Regions from separate parts of the Sus scrofa genome. Here region 2 is linked to region 1. Evidence: chromatin contacts called from public targeted proximity ligation data. All regions are on one chromosome and are shown on one strand. The core of a region is the stretch at or near the end of the contact, and the rest is flanking DNA. Distances in the headings are between cores, read along the strand shown. Region 1 has its middle 32 kb from the start of FAM102B. Region 2 overlaps VAV3 (guanine nucleotide exchange factor VAV3).

Region 1 (7,333 bases), core at 2,000-4,499:
AATAACAAAAAACGATGGACAAGAAGTAGACTTTCCTGTTACTGCAGTTACTTTAGGAATTTTTGAAGGACATTATCTTCTCTCCTCATTTACTCAGCGAAACATTTTAAAAAAGAACTCATTGCGACAAAAAACTTGGGTTCTTCAGAGAAGCTGATGTGTTTTCTCCTTTCTGATAATGAGAATGGTGTGAGGGACCATGTTTTCCTTTATGATGTGTTTTAGCATTATTTGATCTTGACTTTTCTATCTTAAAAATGTGATCATGTCTCCGAGATCACGTGGCTTCAGAGGGAACGCAGTTGGCAATTGGTTCCCATTGTCCGCTTGGCTGCAACTTCAACCAGGGATCAGGTAAAAGCAGTATCTTCAGCAGGACAATGGATCCAAAAAACGACCCCTTTGTGGTTATATGGGGCTTACTCAGTTTCAGTGCATGGTGCACATTTTCTGATAATTGGTTTATTTCTTACATATCCCATAAATGAAAATAAATAAATTAAAACACACGGTAACTGGAAAACAAATTGAAAAAGCATATTTTCTTTAACACTGCAATAATGTGACCATTAATTTCATATATGATGAAACTTTTTGGATTCTACTTATAGAGAAGTTTTCTCTAGATCTTTCTTTATTACTAAATCTCTAATTCTACTGGGTCTCAGTAAAAAATGTACACTGTTTATTAATTATTATTTATTAATCATTATTAATGGAGCGCTACATCTTCTATGTTGTGCACATCACCATCTGAATGGTTTTTTTTTTGTTTTTTTGTTTTGTCTTTTTGCGTTTCCCAGGGCTGCACCCGCCACATATGGAGGTTCCCAGGCTAGGGGTCTAATCGGAGCTGTAGCCATCGGCCCACGCCAGAGTCACAGCAACGCGGGATCCGAGCCCCGTCTGCAACCTACACCACAGCTCATGGCAACGCCGGATCCTTAACCCACTGAGCGAGGCCAGGGATCAAACCTGCCACCTCATGGTTCCTAGTCAGATTCGTTTCCACTGCACCAAGAGGGGAATACCCGGATATGTCTATTTTGAATACAATATATACAGTTTTCATATTATTTCCAAAAAAGAAAGCCAGATTTTTTTTCTCTTTTAAAATTTGAAGACATACAAAATAGCTTTATTATTTGTATTAGGTTGAATAGTGTCTCCTCCTCAATTTATGTGTGCTCAAAACCTCGGAATGTGATCTTATTGGAAGCAGGGTCTTTGCAAATGGAATTATTTAAGATGAGGTCATCTTTGATTAGGGTGGGCCCTAAATCCAATGACTGGCATCATTATAAGAAGGCTGTGTGAAGATACAGAGAGACACATGGAGAAGGTCAGCTGAAGATGGAGGCGGACATTGGAGCAACAAGCCAAGGATGGCTGGTGACCTCCAGAAACTAGGAGAAAGGCCAGGAAAAGCGATTCCTTCAGAGCCTCCGGAAGAAACCAAACTTGTTTACACTTCGATTCAGACTTCTGGCCTCCTGAATTGTGAGGCAGTGAGACACCCAGTTTGCAGTAGTTTGTTAATTTATTACAGCACATAAATTGAGCAGCTAATGGATGCTCCATAAATGCCAACTGATCTCCTTCAAAAGGGAGAAAAAAATTCTATAATAAGCTAAACAAGAGAGGTACTTTCACAATAATTTTAAACAAAACACATTCTGATGAAGAAAAGCTATTTTTTTTTTTTTTTGCTTTGGTAGAAAATGCATGGGTTTAATATATGCATTACTATAGTTGTGTTTTGAAAATTTTTGACCTCATTAATATTATATATATGAATTATAGCTAAGGAAACTGACTTGAATGAGGAGAATCAAATTTCATACTTTAAAATTATACTTCTCACAGGTCATATAAAGATTTTATCACTTACCTGGTGTCAGCAGCCACCGCTGGCTCAGTGCCCCCATTGCATTACATCGGGTTTCATTCACTTGACCATTCTTGGAAAGATACTAAGACAGATAAACTGTATTTGCAACACTTATGAGAAAAAAAAGCTGATGCAGTGCATTTCTTCAGGTGAGAATCTTTCACGATATTGTAGGACATAGAAGAATAAACTGTGGAAAAGAAAGATAAATAAAACATGAATGAGTGAAAATTATTTATTTCACTGTGTTTTTTCCAAATAATAAATGCGTTTTATTCAGAATGAATTTAAATGCTTTGTATGTTCATTGCTAAGCTGTTAGTGAGTCTGGGGTAACGAATTAATTGAATAAAATGTGGAAATCTGTCTACAACATGGTCCACGAAGGCATTGTTAAGCGGTCCGTCTGATGTTCTGTCGCCCTCTACTGATCAGTGAGCCAAATTACATTTAGCCTTTTCCCCCGACAAAGGGGATCTCTTCTTTAAAGACAAAAAAAATTTTATTGCTGAGTTTACAAAATACGTTCATGAATTTAAAAAAGCCCACAAATAAAAAATAAGTATATCAAGTACCACATCTGTTTATGTCTATCATCGGTCTGTGAGCTCCTCAAGGGAAGTCAAAGATTCTTTCATTTATCTTCATATTCCTGGTGGCTAGCATACTGCTTAACAGGGTATGTGCACTCCGTAAATGTTAGATAAATGATAAGTTGAAGCAATGTGCGCAGCTGTAGAAATCTTCATTTATCATTATTTTATCAAGTTGTTTCATAAATATCATTATACATGGATTTACATAAAATTAGTAAAACTTTTTCCCAATACATTGATTTCATTTAAAATGCTAAAGTTATTTTCACTTCAATATATTTTAACAGTTTTAAAACTATATTCACTGTCATTTCGACTGTGATTTAACCTGGGCATTTTTCTGGTTAACTGTTATTTTGATTAGCCGTGTGTTTTTAATGGAGGATTTTTATTGGTTCGATTTAAGATCAGCTGTGGTGGTAGAAGGCCTGAAATGATGGCGGCTAAAGGCCCGAGTTTATTTCTGTTTCACAGAAATATAGACAGTCTAGGGCTGACATAAAGGCCCCAAGATCCTGGCTCCTTCTGTCTCACTGCTCCACCATGTGTAAGCATGCATAAGCTGTGTAGGCTGAGTGGAATAAATAGGTGCAGAGCCTTTGGGCGAGTGGACTAGAATAAACTCCACGCCATGTGGAGGAATAGAGGTTGGCATGTTAGTAGTTTTGACCAAAAGTGCTGTGATGTAATGGACTGAGTCCCCTACAACTGTCATGAGATGAGTGTGCCCAGTTCTGGCTTACATGATAGGCACAGTACGTTTCACAAAGGATATTCCATACATTCATGACCACAGATTGCAACTCAAAGTTCCCCCAAATCTTACCCAGTTTCTCTTGTGACATAGCCTTCCCACTCTCTACAATAATTATGCTATCCCTTCTTGCATCTCTTCAAATTTCCAGCTCTCACATCCTCTTTTTCTGATGCTCTCTCCTTTGCATCCTCACTTTCACCATTTCTTCATTCATTTATTGAAGAAATAGAAGCCATTATTCCAAAGGCCTGGGCCCCCTTCATCTTCCCACCACTACAAACTATCATTAGGACTTGCACCTGTTTTTTGGCTGCACTGAAGGAAGGGCATCCACAGCTGTAGGCAGCCATAGACAAGGGCTGAAGCTGCAAAGAACAAGGAGATTTGAATTTACCTAAGGTTATGGTTTTGCCAAATGAATAAGGAAAAGAAAGCGGGACCAAAATGTAAAGGGATATGAAAGGTATTGATTAGGATGATGTATTATGGAATCTAAGTGGAAGTAAAAAGAGAAATGACATAAGGAGATGAGGGCACTGTTAGGGTGAAAACATTAATAGGTTGTAGGTCCCCATAACATCCCTGTTCATAGTATTTGCCCACTTATTAGGTTTTTCTCTTTTTCTTATTGATTTACAGGATTCCTTACATATTCTGAATACTACTTTTTGTTATTCGTAAGCTTGTATTTTCTTTCTGTGACTCATCTTTTTCACCTTTTAAATGATGTATTTTGGTGCACAGATGTTTTCAGTTTTACCAAAATTGTGCTTTAAGGTTTGTGATTTTCTTTTTTTCTTTTTTCATCTTTAAAATTTTATTGGCAAATTGTTGACTTACAAAGTTGGGTTAATTTCAGGCGAAGAGCCCGAAACTTTTCCCATACAGCTCATTATACACTACTGAGTAAATTTCCCAGCGCTAGACAGTAGGTCCCTGTTACCCATCTATTGCATATATAGTATGATAATGGTGTGTATATATCAACCCCAACCCCCTAATTTCTCCCCTACCCCACGTTTCCCCTTTGGTTAACATAAGTTTGGTTTTGAAATCTTTAAGTCTGTTTCTGTTTTGTAAGTTCTGGTTTATGCTTTTTCTGTCTTGTTTTGGAACTCCTTTTCTACACTGAGATCGCAAAGATATTCTTCCAAATTTTCTTCATAACATTTTAAGGTTTCACATTTTACTTTTATATCTACTTCAGTGGGAATTTATTTCTGTGCACAGTATGACGTAGGGATGCATTTCGTCTTTAACTCTCCCTAATTTGGTTTCTGCTCCACCAATTCACTAAAAATGCTGATGCCTTTCTTGCCAAATCCAAAAGACACTTTTCAGTTCTAGCTTTTAATTTTACTCAATTTTTCAGTAGCATTTGACACTTTTGGCAGCTCTCTTTTTCTAAAAACAGCCTCTTCTTATGGTTTAAAACTTTCCTGTTTTCTCCTACTTTTCTGAAGGCTCTTGTTCAGTCTCCCTCAGAGAAATAATGACTATAATTCCCCAGACACCTATGGTCAATTAATCTTTGACCAACAAAGGCAAGAATATAAAATGGGAAAAAGTCAGTCTCTTCAGCAAGTGGTGCCGGGAAAACTGGACAGCTGTGTACAAATCAATGAAACTAGAATACAGCCTCACACTATGCACAAAAATAAACTCAAAATGGCTTAAAGACTTAAGTCTAAGACAAGACACCCTCAAACTCCTGGGAGAGAACATAGGCAAAATATTCTCTGAGAAATGTTTTCTTAGGTCAGTCTCCTAAGGCAATAGAAATAAAAGCAAAAATAAACCAATGGGACCTAATCAAACTAACAAGCCTTTGCACAGCAAAGGAAACCATAAAACAAACAAACAAACAAACAAACAAACAAAAAAACAAAACCAACAATGAAAAGACAACCTCCTTCGGAATGGGACCTACGCCACAGCTTGTGATAAGGCTGGATCCTTAACCCTGAGTGAGGCCAGGGATCGAACCGGCACTCTCACAGCAACTAGTCAGGTCCTTAACCTGCTGAGCCACAATGGGAACTCCTTAATCTCTACATTAGACTGTTGAGACAGAACTGGTACTGATGAGGAAACGGAGGCTCAGAGAAATGATGTAATTTGCTCCAGAAGATTCAAATGCAGGCAGCTCGAATCTGAGCCTGACTCTTTACCACTATGCCAGGCTAGCTCTGTTGCCTACCCCTGACACCTACATTTTAGAGTTTTCCAGAGCTTGGCCTAGGGACTTCTTACTTCATGCTTTCGTTTTTTCTTTTTTGTCTTTCGTCTTTTCCGTGGCTAGGGTCTAATCTGAGCTGTAGCCACCGGCCTACGCCACAGCCACAGCAACACAGGATCAGAGCTGCATCTGCAACCTACACCTCAGCTCACACAACACTGGATCCTTATCCCTCTGAGCGAGGCCAGAGGTTGAACCCGAAACTTCATGGTTCCTAATCGGATTCGTTAACCACTGAGCCACAACGGGAACTCCGTACTCCACGCTTTCTAAGTGATGGACCTCTCTCCTATAGCTTTAAAATCTATCTGTATGCCAATGACTAGCAAACTTATAGTTCTAGCCTGGACCTCTTTTCTGAACTGGGCATGCAGTTTTGCCACTTGCTTGACTCCCAGTCATCTTATCCGCAGTCAGTCTCCTCCACTTCTGGGACTAGCAGTTCCACTGACATGGTGTTTCATGCCGGAAACCTAAAAGTGATTTTTGATACCATCTCAGGCCAGGAGCGCTGCTATAACAATACCATAATAATAGTGTCTTATAAACCATAGCAATTTATTTCTCACAGTCTGGAGGCTGGGAAGTTCAAGATCAAGGCCCTGGTAGATTCCGTGTCTGGTGAGGGCCCACTTTCTGGGTCATAGATGCTATCTTCTTGCTGTGTCTTCACAAGGAGGAAGGACTGAAGATGCTCTTTGGAATCTTTTTTACAAGGACACGGATCCTCTTCATGACCTCATCCCCTAAAAACCCCCGTCCTAACACCATTACTTTGGGGGTTAGAATTTTAACATACCAAATGTGGGGGCACACAAACATTCAGTCTATAGCAGGATCATTCTCTCCTTCATCCGCTCATTCACAATGTTCTTGCAGTTCTAGCTTTAAAATATATCATGATCTGTCTGCTTCTCTCCTCCGCTGTTACCACCCTAGTTTAAGCTGACAGCCCCAAGACTCTCATGACTGATCTCACTCCGCTGACGCTTCCCTTTTTTCTTATTCTCCACGTGGCAGCTAGAAGGATAGTGTACATTGTGAATTAAATCATATTTATTCTGCTTCCAGATGCTTAAATAGTTTCTGGTTAGACGGTAGTATTGTTCATTAATGTTCAGCATCCTCCCCAGCAGGAGGATGTAAAGCCAGGAGAGCATGTCACTTGCTTTGGCCAATGAAATGAACACTAAAATTGAATATGTCACCTCTGAGCAGAAGAAGCTTAAGAGCCACAGCAGGCTTCTCCCTTTTTCTCTTTTCTTTGCCATGGCTACCAATGACATTCCAGATAGTGGCTGCCTGGGTCCCAGAGTAAGGAAAGGGACATCCCAGGAGCAGAGACCACAGCTGACTTATGATAGGTCTATTTACAAATGTATTTGCCCCGTGGGTCCCTGAGATTCTGGAGTTGCTTGTTATCCCAGCGTAACCTAATTTATCCTGATTATAGAGCTCGAGATTGTTCTTGGGATAACAACTAGGATTTTTAACACTGGTGTTTTTAAATTTTGTTTTAATGGCCACACCTGAGACATATGCAAGTTCCCAGGCGAGGGATTGGATGTGAGCCACAGCTTTGACCTACATTGCTGGTGTGGCAACACTGGATCCTTTAACCTACTGTGCCTGGCCAGGACTGAATCCGTGCCTCTGCAAGTGACCACAGCTGCTGCAGTCAGAATCCTGACCCACTACCCAACAGCAGGAACTAAAACTTGTGGGTTTTTTAAATTTAATTTAATTTAATTTTTTTTTTTTTTTTTTTTTTTTTTTATATTTAGGGCTGCACCTGGGGCATATGGAAGTTCCCAAGCTAGGGCTCAGATTGGAGCTGCAGCCACTGGCCT
Region 2 (7,333 bases), core at 1,277-3,776, 490 kb after region 1:
TACAACAGTTTTGTAAGGTAAGTAGTAGTCATTCATTTGTTTGAGCAACCAGATATTTTTGTGTTAAGTGGTTGTTAGGAGCTTGGCTGTGAGCTCGGTGATGGAATAGACAAGCGAAGGAGCAATTTCCCTGCTCTAAGTTATTTTCCACTGTTAGCTGGTAAAGACAGATAAACATGTCATTAGAGTGCCTCATTGTGTTCTTAGATACCTTTCAGGGGTTATATGAATTTGTGCAGATTTTTTGAAGAGCAGTGGTTGTGCTGTTTCTTTTTTGGGGGGGGAAGCACTCGCAGCATATGGAGGTTCCCAGGCTAGGGGTCGAATCAGAGCTCTAGCCACTGGCCTACACCACAGCCACAGCAACGCAGGATCCAAGCTGTGTCTACAACTACACCACAGCTCACGACAATGCCAGATCGTTAACCCCCTGAGCGAGGCCAGGGATGGAACCTGCATCCTCATGGATACTAGTCAAGATTCATTCCCGCTGAGCCATGATGGGAACTCCAGTTTATGTGGGAACTTAAATTTTTTTTCCTTTGTCTTTTTAGAGCTGTACCCGTGGCATATGGAGGTTCTCAGGCTAGGGGTCAAATTGGAGCTGTAGCTGCTGGCCTGCACCACAACCACAGCAACACTGGATCCTTAACCCACTGAGCAAGGCCAGGGATCGAACCTGCGTCCTCGCAGATGCTAGTCAGATTCGCTGTCGCTGAGCCATGACGGGAACTCCTGGTTGTACTGTTTGCCCTAGCTATCCCATGTAGGAATCCTGCCTGTAGAAATACCTGCACACAATTGAAAAGATGTTTGGTAAGGATGGTGATTACAACAGTATTGCAGCAGATATAGAAAAAGCTCACTCTCAGGGGATGGTTACATTGTTATGTTATCCACAGACACTGACATAACATTAAAATAAAAAGGAGATCTGTATGTGTTGACACAATATTTGTGATATATTGTTAACTGACAAAACTATGTTGACAAAAAGTCTGTATAACAGAGACACATTACCTAAAATAATAATTGTAAAGGAAAAGGAAAAAAAAATTTCTGCAAGAGTCATAACCAGATTCTTAGCTCCTGTATAGGCAGATGGGGAGACAGGTGTGGACAGACGACTTTTATGTGTTACTATATTGTTTCAGTTGACAAAACATGGGGCTTTTCCAAATGTTTTAGACAGCAAATACATTTCTAAAAATAGGTGATAGATGCTAGGGCAGAGTTATGTCCAGAGTCCTGTGGGGACACAAAGAACCCAGACTGGAGGTGGGAGAAGGTGAGAGAAGGCTCTGGATGGGGACCAGCCTGGCCAAGTTCGTGATGTACATGGTCAGGCACATGCATGGAACAGAGAACCAGAGCTTCCTGCTCTCAGCCTTCTGGAGCTTTCCAGGTGGCGGCAGTGGAGTTGGCCCTTCATGATGTTAATAGCTCAGGTCATCCTGAGCTCTTTCTCCTCCCTCAGCCTCCCCGGTGCATCAGCTACTGAGAAATACTTCGCATCTGTCCACCTCTTCTCTAGCTCTGCTGCTGCTTGGTTCAGACCTCTCATTTCTTCCCTGGATAATGGAGAAACCTCTCCTAGTGGCTCTCCTGGCCCCTGTCTGTATGCCACCTCCTCCTACCCTAGTCTCTCCTGCACTTTGCTGAGATCTTCTAAAAAGGCAGGTTTGACCCCGCTGTCTTTCTTCAACTTGCCCCTTGATCCTTCACAGATTCTGGGATCTCACGCTCATAAAGCAGCCTGCCTGCCCACGCCACCCCCCTTCCTCCCACGACAACTCTTAGGCATTGTTATCTGGAATTTTTTTCTTACAGATGCCACTCTTCTTATCAAACAAAGGATGGATGATGATGTAGAGAAGGAAAAATCCCTGCTGGGGATTTAGTAGTTGATTGTCAGCCTGTTACTTTGCAAATAATCTAACTCGCTGCTCCTCTTTCTGAGAGTAAATGTCCGTATTCCATATTATTTGAGGTGAAATTTTCGAAATTAAGGCATTTCAAGGCAAATAGTCTTTTCTTCTTCTTCCTTTTTTTTTTTTTTTTTTTTTTTTTTTACTGCCCTTGGGGATGTTTCCTTTTATAAATATTCCTGATGGATGTTTCTAACAGTAGATTGGTCTCCACACAGAGGACTTAAGAATCTGGCATTAATTTGTGTACTTGTCTATTTCAAATCCGGATGCACTTTACCTTAATACAATACACACTGTTCTAAAAATGCTGCATTGACCAAACAGCCTTTATTTGCTTTGGCTAAACTTGGAGTTAATGGATGGACTTGATGTACCATAAGATAGAAATAACCCTGAGCGATAGACCTGAGAGATTCACTTTAGGACATACTACATACTATCCTCCCGTCTCTTCCACGATTTATATTTTTATGGTATTTTTCTATGATAGAGTAGTAATCAGTAATCCCTTTGAGTCAATAAGAGGCGATGGTTTCAGCTTGTTTATTTTCAGAAATGTTTGTACGGTACACGCATTGCAGAAGCGAATATACTGTCGTCTGGCTCCCTCTGGTGGACAGTTATATGAAAAAATCAAACTACATAAGAGTCTTGTGGGGAGGGCACAGCTTGTGAATAGTTCTGGTGTTTTAGTATTTGTGTTAAAGTAAATGAGAGCAACAGCACATGTGTAGCCATGCTAATACTGCTGCTATTTATCTTTTTATAAATAGTGACACTGCTGGGACCACAGTGAAAAAAAAAAAAATTAGAGGCTGACTCCACCCTGTAACTTTAAAACAGTGCCAAGTCAGGACAAGGCTCATACTAAAATTCAACAATGCGGTTAATTCATGAGCCCAAATATTACTCCACGGATTATTCTGGAGTCTTCCAGTAGCTGGACTCTTCACTCAATAATGCATATTTTCAGAAATTTAGCAAATGATTATTTTTATCCTGAATCAGTTTTTTTTTGTCTTTTTGCCATTTCTTGGGCTGCTCCCGCAGCATATGGAGATTCCCAGGCTAGGGGTCGAATCGGAGCTGTAGCCACCGGCCTACGCCAGAGCCACAGCAACGCAGGATCCCAGCCGCGTCTGCAACCTACACCACAGCTCACGGCAACGCTGGATCGTTAACCCACTAAGCAAGGGCAGGGATCGAACCCGCAACCTCATGGTTCCTAGTCGGATTCGTTAACCACTGCGCCACAAAGGGAACTCCTGAATCAGTTTATTTTGATAAATTTAGTATTTGTTCATACATCATCTCCTGAATTTACACACTCACTAAAGATGTGCTGTCTTTATTATGGAAATGAATTGATATCAGGTGTTATCTTGGTGGTGGTTTCTCGCTCTTCAACCAGGAAGAAGTTGCATGAAGGCTTCCAATTAAATTTCTTTTGTATATAATCATTGTATTTTATATGTTAATAAAAGTTTACATTTATTATGTCCATCAACAGAGGAATGGATAAAGAAGTGAAAAAATGATACAAATGAACTTATTTACAAAGCAGAAACATACTCACAGACTTTGAAAACAAATTTATGCTTTCCAACGGGGAAGGGTGGAGGGGAGAGGGAAGTACTGGGGGGGCTGGGACTGACACATGCACACTTTTGTGTATGGGATGGGTGATCCACAGGAACCTGCTGTGTAGCACAGAGAAATCTAGAGAGTGTTCTGTGACGACCTCTATGGGAACGGATGTGTGTGTATGTGTGGCTGAATCACCTTGCTGTGCAGCATAAATTAGCCCAACATGGTAAATCAACTCTACTGCGATGGGATTCTTTTTTAAAGTTCACATCTATTGAGTTAAGCATTTGTTGATGGGCGTTATCGCATTTACTTTTCCCAGTAACTCCGAGAGGCAGGTGAGTGGTTGTTACCATCCATAAGGCCGGTAAGGGGTGGCCTCGCTCAGCCAGGTGTCCTTACCTCAGAGCTCGGAGTCTGTCACCCCAGTGATAAGCTGCCTCCTCCAGTAGGTGATAAATAAGCATATGTGTGGGTAATCACCGAGTGAGACCCCTGCACAGCCCCTGCACAGCCCCGGAACCTTGGCGGTTCCGTCTTTGAACTAAGGAATTCAAAGATTACCTTAACCCAGAGAGAGATGTTTACCTTTTTTTTCCTTTTCTTTGCTTTTTTTTCTTCTCATTTTGAATAGGCCTTGTAGTAGAACCTCTTTCCATTTTCTTTAATTAGGACAACTTATATCTATTATCATAGCAACGAGTTGCGTGAGAAAAATACATTTTAGCTCATTGACTTCCTCACCCAGGACTTGGAAAGAGATGGTGTGAGGTCTACGCGTGGAAGGAAGGGTAGAGTTACGGGGCACTGATGCCGAAGGTCCAGCAGGGCACGTGGGCGTTAGGTATGGGAATTTTCATGAAGAGGTTTTGAAACAGATACAGATTATCTACGGTAATTTAGGAAGTTTCTTTTTCTGAAAATACCCAGAAAATATTTTAAGGTTGGCAGTTTTAAAGAATAGCTACTACCATTTAAATACTTTACGTGTATTGTCTTTTAACGTCTTATAATAATCTAGTGAGTATGACTAATCCAACGTTATTATAGGCAGTATCCAGACGAAAAAACTAAAACCCAAAGAAGGGGTTTGCCTGAGGTTATATGGCTCATAAATGATAAAGTTAGGAGCAGAACTCACATGGTCTGACTTGAGAGCCCACCCTTAAAATCACTTCACTACATTGCAGTGCTGTCCAGTAGATCCTTCCATGACGGTGGCGGTGTCTGCTCTCCATGTGGTCCAGTGCACTGGCTACTCGCCGCATGGGCTGCTGAGCACCTGCAGTGTGGCAAGTACGACTAAGAAACTTAATGTTTTGTTTTGTTTTCTTTTTAGGGCCGCACCTGCAGCATAGGGAAGTTCCTGGGCTAGGGGTCAAATCAGAGCAGCAGTTTCAGGCCTCCTCCACAGCCACAGCCACGCCAGCTCTGAGCCCCATCTGCAGCCTACACCGTAGCTCATTCGGGAACGCCAGGTCTTAAGCCACCGAGTGAAGCCAGGGGTCAAACTCGCATCCTCATGATCACTGCGGAGCCACAGTGGGAAAGCAGGAACTTAATTTTTTTTTTCAGATTTTTAATTAATTTAAGTTTAAATAGCCTCTGTGTGGCTAGTGGTTATTACTTTGGACAGCACAGTCTTAACAGGGCCTTTCAGATTATGTAGACATGGAGACATGATGGCCTTTTAGGATTGCCCTAACTCCTTGCTTTTTACTGTTAAAGAAATTGCCAGCCAATGTAGCAGTTTGCTTAGAGCCATGAAGTGAGAGAAAGGGACCCAATTATCAGGCAGGTGTTTACACTTCCCAGCGCTCTTCCTATTCTGCGCTTAGCGGCATTTGCAACATTGCATTTCTGCCGCCGTTGGTAATATGAGATCGTAAACCTCCTATTTTAGAAAAATGTTTTCCTTTGTGAAATACATATCCAATTAACCCTTTCCTCTTTTTTCAGGTGATAGAAACATTATCACGACTTTCCCGCACACCGATAGCGTTGGCCACGGGAATCAGGTACGCTCGTTGCTCTGTGGTTCGGGTGTACTGGTCAGTTCGGTGAAATGATTACGTATCGAATGGTTACTATTGTGATGAACTTTGCCAAGTCCTTTGCACAGGGGACCACATCTCATGCATGCCAAGTGCCTCGTTTATAAGTGCCCAATACGTATTCGAGACGGATTGAGCAAATTAGAACTTACAGAATTGAGTAAGACGCATTGGCTGATCGTCGTTCTCCATTCAGTGGTGACTGTCATGGAAATGGTTCTTTTTCTTTTTTCTTTTTTTTTTTTTTTTTTTTAGTGTCCTCTAACATTTCTATACATGGGATTCATCAAAACAAACAGAAACGCCTAATTAAAGAAACACTGCCAAAGATGTTAGTTCATGTAGAGCCAGTCATCCATAGCAATACAAGCATGTATGTGGAAGGTCTGGGGCTAAACGAAAAACTGGGAAGTACCGTTGGCTCTTGAACAGCCATGGGGTTGGGGCATCACCCCTCCACACGGTGGAAAATTCGAGTACGACAGAGCTGCTGGCCCTCTGCATCCTTGGTTCCTCTGCATCCGTGGCTCCAACCAACTGTGGATTGTGTAGTATTGTCGTATTTACTATTGAAAAAAAAATTTGTAAGTGGCGCCGTGCAGTTCAAACCCTGTTGTTCAAGGGTCAACTGTAAATTGGTTAAATTATACCTTCTCCATGCAGCGAGGCATTATGCAGTCAGTTACCATGGAAATGGAAAGGCATATGTTGTGTTGGGCCTTTTCTGTTTAAAATACTGCATATCAAGTTAGGTTAATCAGAAAGTTGTATTATTCGTCACGTTAGAAGCACAGAAAAACAGTCTCATTCGCTCCCGGACGTGGGAATGGAATGGATCTCTTTGACCTGGTTTCCTCAGGGCTGTGTAATTCAGTCTCGAGCGTTATGAGGCTCTGTGACCCTGGGCCTCTTCTGTTGCTTCTGTTTGTCTATGACTTGTTCATGTTCAGATTCTAAGAGAGAATCCTTCAGGTCCGATCAGGAGTGGCCCGGGCAGCCCAGTCCCTGGTGCAGGGCACAGTGAACTTGAGGAGGAAACCCCCCGCCCCAGACCCTTGGAAATGGGCCCTGATTTTGGCAGCTTTTGACAGAAGTAGTCTAAAGGCTGGATAGATGGTCTATACCTTGTAATCTTCTCTTATGGAAGAAATGATTCTCTTTCCATGTCAACATCTATTTTCTGTTATATGCAAAAATATAAGATTTTGAAATAGCATGATTCTATTTTTTTTTTAGTTTTTATATATTAATTCTAAAAGGATATACATTAAAAGAGGTTTTTTCCCCTTTTTAATTATTCATATTTGTATTTTCATTTCTTTTCTACAGTGGACTTGTATGTAAGAGCATAAAAAAAATGTGTCAAAACTTATTTATAAAAAAGAGTTTGAGGACTTTCCTGGTAGCTTAGTGGGTTAAGGATCTGGCATTGGCACTGCTGTGGCTCGGGTTTGATCACTGACCTGGAAACTTCTCTTCTGCATGCCATGCTGCAGCCAAAAAAAAAAAAAAAAGGATTTTGAAAGTAGCATTTTTCACACATTTTAATATATTTGAAAAGATGTAGGTTCTTCAGATGTCTTAAGGATTAAGTTAATCCATAAACCAATGTGAAAATATTTTCAACATACTAACTATAATTATTTAGTGCTCATTTGTTATGTTGATGTATCCTCTTGTTTTTTTTATGAAACATATGCCATGTTGGCTGCAAGTAAATGAAGGGAAAAACTTTTGGAACTATAGTGTAATTACTGTGAT

Evidence for each region.
Region 2: a contact with region 1 is called in a targeted proximity ligation map of alveolar macrophages. A contact is called at or near these places in 1 of 47 Hi-C or Micro-C datasets (embryonic fibroblasts) and 1 of 2 datasets of targeted methods (alveolar macrophages).

The regions. Positions count from the first base shown.
Region 1 is chr4:111,495,227-111,502,559 of Sscrofa11.1, forward strand. No RefSeq gene overlaps it. Among named protein-coding and RNA genes, the nearest start is that of FAM102B, 32 kb to the left of the region's middle.
Region 2 is chr4:111,986,360-111,993,692 of Sscrofa11.1, forward strand. It overlaps VAV3 (guanine nucleotide exchange factor VAV3), which reads left to right. Exons shown (of 28, transcript XM_021090110.1): 3 at 5,478-5,536. Among named protein-coding and RNA genes, the nearest start is that of VAV3, 160 kb to the left of the region's middle.